Linked DNA regions of Callithrix jacchus: region 1 is linked to region 2. The links are chromatin contacts, called in public Hi-C maps. All regions are on one chromosome and are shown on one strand. Each heading gives the region's core, a stretch centred on a gene start, on an enhancer-like site or on the middle of the called end of the contact. The rest is flanking DNA. Distances are from core to core; before and after follow the strand shown. Region 1 has its middle 14 kb from the start of CAMK2G. Region 2 has its middle 27 kb from the start of PLAU.

Region 1 (2,700 bases), core at 83-2,582, 51 kb after region 2:
CTAAATCTCATCCAAGTAAGTGACTTGCCCAAGGTCACAGTCAAGAAAGTGGCAATGGCAGGACCTGCACTAATTGTAGAAGGGGGTTTGGGGAACCTAGACCTGCACAACTAGAGGTCACTGTAGGAAGAAGGGAACTCAGAGAATGAAGGGGGAGCCCTGGCTTTCTGCTGATGGCCCTGGGAAATATGGGGCTTCATGGCTTTGTGGCCTGAGGAGTGGCCCCATACGCAGAGTCTGCTGGTGATCTGGGTGTGCAGGGACATCACAGCAGGCCCCCAGGCAGCTTCATCTCCTCTCTTGGCTGGTGGGTGGGAAGGGTTTTTCTGTTCCCTTCATGCTGCCCCCTGAGTCAGCTCCCTGGCATTGCCCTGGCATGTCCTGGGCCCCACGCCCAGGCAGTGAGGAGGCGCTGGCAGATTGCCCAGGGAATGCTGCTGTCTTAACTTAAGCCAAATCCTAATTACGACCCCCTTCCCAGAGGCAATCCAACAATAGCTGCATTGGGGGCTGCAACTTGAAAGCACAGGGTGAGTCTCCTGTGCCCCTTGGGTTTTCTGGCACAAGTGTCACTGGGCACCCACCTTTACCTGATGGCTGCAGCCCTGGAGGGAATGCAGGGAACAAATCCATTTTAGAGACTTTGGCTGAGCCAGGCTCCCACCCCAGGGCCCTGCTTGGGTTTCTGGTCACATCCAAATAGCTACGGAGGGAGTTGCATTTGGACAGAATGGAGGAAAACAGAGCCAAGACTCCAGCCTGAAGCCGCCTCAGCTGTTTCTGGGGCTCTGACTCAGAAGCTGCTTCTCAGGAATGTGGAGCGCTGGGGCCTCTGAGACCCTTGTCCAGGCACACTGGAATGAACAACTGCGTCGGCGGGGGGCATGTTTCACCCTTCTCTGTCTTTTCTGAAAACACCTACACATAGCAACCCACCACTGGGAAGACTGAGCTCCTCCAGGAAGGAAGCATTCCTAGACCCCCTCAGACCCCAGGGATCTATCCCTAGCAATGGCCATGGGCGGCCACAACTTGCACTTACAAAAATGCTGCACTGTGTGGGAGTCTGTCTCTATCCCTCTGTATCTTATCTCCCCAACTCTGTCGTGACTTCCTTGACCTCAGGCTTCCGGGTGAAAAGGAGTGCCCTAAATATCACATTCATCTGACAAACATGTTGACTGAGATAATCTGAGAAAAAGGAAGCAAGAAAGAAAAAAAAGGCAAAGAGAAATCAGTGAGAAAGCAAGCAGGAGGGTCACAACCCAAAGTCTGGGGAATCTGCTTCCCTTCCCAAGCAAAGCTCCCAGGCCACCTGGAGAACGAAGAGCAGGCAGGCTGTGTCCAGGTGGCCTGTACTTCCTTTTCCCCAGCACCCACTCCAACACCAGATGCCTTCAGGTCCACCAGAAGACACTGGAGATCCTTCTACCTCCAGAAAGGAGGGGTTCTGCAGTGATTCTCCAAATGTGGGCCATTTTCCTTTCTCTGATTCTGGCCTGACTTCCTTGCCCTAAAGCAAGTCCCTTGTCCCATGGGATAATTCACAGTGAAATGAGACGTAGAGAGAACTAACCCTGGAACAGAAATCATGTCAGCAGTTTATCACATAATGCATTGATTTTAGGTTTGTGTACCTCATTAGATCATAAGAGCTGGGAGGGTAAGAAGGGAGGTCTTGTTCACCAAGCTAGTCCCAGAGTAGAGCATGCTCCATAATACACAGAAGGTGCTCAGTTGGGTGCCCCATATACATTTGTTGATTTGGCTCATTGAGGGGCACCTGGAGCCTGCCAAAACACTCCTGTTATCTAGCTGGCATCAGCAACTTTTATTCCGGAGCTCATTCCATCTCCAAGATGTAGTGATCTGTTGGAAGAAACCAAAGCTGCAAGCACCAATGGACTGTGGGGCCTTGGGTTCTTAGACAGACTTGGCGTTGAAAATGACTCCTGGGGTGGGGTGGGCTGAGTAATCTGGTAGTGCTCTGGCTCTTTAAAACTGGGTTTAAGGCGGCCTCTAGTGGACAAGCAGAATCACTGCCCGTTTGGGGTGGAGGCCCAGCCTCCTCACCTCTGTGGCTCGCTCTGTCTCCAGGTTCTCCATCCTTGGGCCCAAAGTGGAAAGCATTCAAGATGGCACCACCAGCAACATAAGTGGCCCATACTAGGACAACAGGATCCATCCAACGGACAAACCCATTCAAAAGCACTCACTACCGTACTTAGTGCTTGGCCACAAGCTATGAGGAGGGAAGACAAGGAGATACAAGCAGAAGACAAGGGCTCTGTCTTTAAGAAACCTATGATCTAAATGAGAAGTCAAAACCAAAGTTTTAAGAACGCAAACAGCAAGCCCATATTTAGGTGCCAACCATTTTAAGGGGTGAGTTCAGAGAATCAGTGCAATCTCTCTGCCTCAGTTTTCTCATCTATAAAATGAGAATACTAAAACTTACCCTGTAGCGTTGTGATGATTAAAAGGAGATGGTAGGGAAAAAATATGGCATTATTGTTATTGTTATTAAAGCAATCTATGTTCAACATAAGAAATTTATTTATTTATTTTTTTGTTTGTTGTTGTTCTTTGAAACAGAGTCTGGCTCTGTTGCCCAGGCTGGAGTGCAGTGGTGCAATCTCAGCTCACTGCAGCTTCTGCCTCCCAGGTTCAAGCGATTCTCCTGCCTCAGCCTCCCAAGTA
Region 2 (2,700 bases), core at 193-2,692:
CTTTTCTATGCCTGTTTTACAATAAAATATTAAAATATGTGTCCTTTAGTTACCTTTCATTTTCCACTACTCTTCAATTTGCAAGACTAAAATTCATATTTCAAAACAATCTAGTTTCTCCCTGAGTGGAAGCAAACCTGATTGCCAGACATGGACTGCTCTGGAAATGGGCTTTTTCAATTACTACAAATCAGATATTCCTCTTTATGGTCCACTGATAAAACTGACCACCCTCTGGATGGTTGAATCCACAGCCATGGCAAGGGTCTGTGCAGTCAACCTGCCAGGGCAATGCTGGGCCTGAGAGTGGAGGTGGGTGGGACTCAGAAACCTCTGAATCTACTTCATGAGCCTAAGGGCTTAGCTTGGCCATGGTTCCCTATTAATAGGCTCTGGGTTACGTATAAAACAAGAGAAAGCTGACAAAATCTAGAGAAGTAACGGCCACTAGTGACCTAAGGACTCAAAACTTCACACACAAATATGAAGAACCATATATAAAGAAATGGCCATGGATGGGTGTGGTGGCTCAAGCCTAAAATCCCAGCACTTTGGGGACCTGAGGTGGGCAGATCACTTGAACCCAGGAGTTCAAGACCAGGCCTGGGCAACATGGCGAAACCCCATCTCTGGTAAAAATACCAAATAATAGCCAGGCGTGGTGACACACACCTGTAATCCCAGTTATTCGGAAGACTGAGGTGGGAGGATCACCTGAGCCCGGGAGGCAGAGATTGTAGTGAGCCGAGATGGCGCCACTACACTCTAGACTGGGTGACAGAGGAAGACCCTGTCTCAAAAGAAGAATAAAAAAAAAAAAAGTAGTCATATACAAATAAGCTGCTCTTTCCACAGTTTAAAGTTTCCATTTGCAATATTGGATGAGAATGGGTGAAGGGGCGCCAGCAAGCTGTGGTGACATAAACTGCTTGATTCACAGCGACTGAAATCTCTATTTGAAGTGAGTCTTTGCCAGACCCAAAAGGCTCTATTTTCCCAATAACCTGATACCAGCTTTGGTCAAGGCACTAGCCATGGCAGCTGCACTAAGCCACGGGCTCCCATAAGCTATTTTTATCTCAAATACTCACTAGGACCCACTGGGTCACCAGTATGCTCAGGGGAAGGTTTGGGGCCCTGAATCCTATCTTCCACCCCTCAGGGATAAAGACCACGAGGATGGCGAGGAAGCATTTTTATTAAATGGTTGATTGAGGCTCCTGCATGCCCTCAGAACAAGGTTTTTCAGTAAATGCGGGTCAGAGAACTTTGGCCAGGAGGTCTCAGCGAGAAATCCTGCTCCCTCTTTCTGAATCTGAGAGTTCATGACCCAACCAGCTGCACAGAGGAGGATGGCTGCCCTGCTCAGAGAGGCCAGGCCCTTTATGGTCACCACATGGAGATGGGAAGCAGAAGAGAAGAAATGGGTCATGAATTCCCACCCAACAATCTGACATTTCCCTCCATGGGCTCAGCCCTCTTGACCTCATACCTGGGTTTGCCCCCTTCCTCAGCAGCACTTTCACAACAATCCCTTAGCCCCCAGCGTGGCATAAACAAGAATGAGGTAAACAGAGCTTGTCTTCTTTGAGTCCCCTCCACCCCCACGTCCTCGTGCTGCCCACCAGGACATCCCACACAGTCCCTTCTTCCCCAGCCTGAGCTCGGGGCATCGCCCCATCTCGGGTCGCTTTTCACCGCCAGCCCAGCAGGGGCCGCCAGAGCAATGCAGATGAAGCCATCTGCATTGGGGGCTGCAGGAGCAAGGCTCCCACGGGCCAAGCCTGGTCTTTGACGCTCGTTCCTAAGTGCCCAGCAGGGACAGGAGCTCTCAGGCTTCGGCTTGGGGCTCTCCTTACCCTTCTCAAAGGTGAAAACTGAGCCAGACTCTTTTCCGTTTTATTTTAATTTATTTTTATTTTGTATTTTTTGTAGAGATGAAGTCTCACTTTTTTGCCCAGGCTGGTCTTGAACTGCTGGGCTCAAGCTCTCTTCCCGCCTTGGCCTCCCAAAGTGCTGGGATTACAGGCGTGACTCACCGCACCCGGTCCCCGTTTTATTATTTTATTTATTTATTATTTAGAGAGGGAGTCTCTGTCACCCAAGCTGCAGTGGCGTGATCTCGGCTCCTGGGTTCAAGCGAGTCTCCTGCCTTAGCCTCCCGAGTAGTTGGGATTACAGGCACATGCCACCATTCCCGGCTAATTTTTTTTGTATTTTTAGTAGACAAGGTTTAACTGCGTTGATCCTGACCTCAGGTGATCTGCCCGCCTTGGTCTCCCAAAATGTTGGGATTATAGGTGTGAACAACCATGCCTGGCCCATTTTATTTTTTAAAATGTTTACTACTTCCCTTTTAAAGCTCCAGATATATAGATATAGATATAAATAGAGATATAGAATTTTAGTGCCAAAACAAAGTTACTGGAAGTGTGGTATATCTCAAATGTTTACACTTAGCAAGTCAAAGCTGTGATCGCCCACCTCCAAATAAAAAATAAGTGAGTAAAAGAAAGCCAGTCATGGTGGCTCACACCTGAAACCCCAGCATTTAGGGAGGCTGAAGCAGGAGGATCACTTGAGCTCGGGAGTTTGTGACCAACCTGGGCAACAAAATGAGACACCATCTCCACAAAAAAATACAAATATGAGCTGGGTGTGGTGGTCCATGCCTGTAGTCTCAGCTGCTTGGAAGGCTGA

What was found. A called contact is a pair of places that touch in the nucleus more often than the background predicts.
Region 1: a contact with region 2 is called in a Hi-C map of skeletal muscle, with 10 times the contacts expected there. The contact joins two enhancer-like sites. A contact is called at or near these places in 3 of 3 Hi-C or Micro-C datasets (induced pluripotent stem cells and skeletal muscle).

Annotation. Positions count from the first base shown.
Region 1 is chr12:56,321,224-56,323,923 of calJac240_pri, forward strand. No RefSeq gene overlaps it. Among named protein-coding and RNA genes, the nearest start is that of CAMK2G, 14 kb to the right of the region's middle. Within about 2 kb of position 1,333, at least 9 of the 16 cell types and tissues checked have an H3K27ac peak or open chromatin away from gene starts, as enhancers often do. A contact at or near this core is called in skeletal muscle, where this site is marked.
Region 2 is chr12:56,269,824-56,272,523 of calJac240_pri, forward strand. No RefSeq gene overlaps it. Among named protein-coding and RNA genes, the nearest start is that of PLAU, 27 kb to the right of the region's middle. Within about 2 kb of position 1,443, at least 1 of the 16 cell types and tissues checked has an H3K27ac peak or open chromatin away from gene starts, as enhancers often do. A contact at or near this core is called in skeletal muscle, where this site is marked.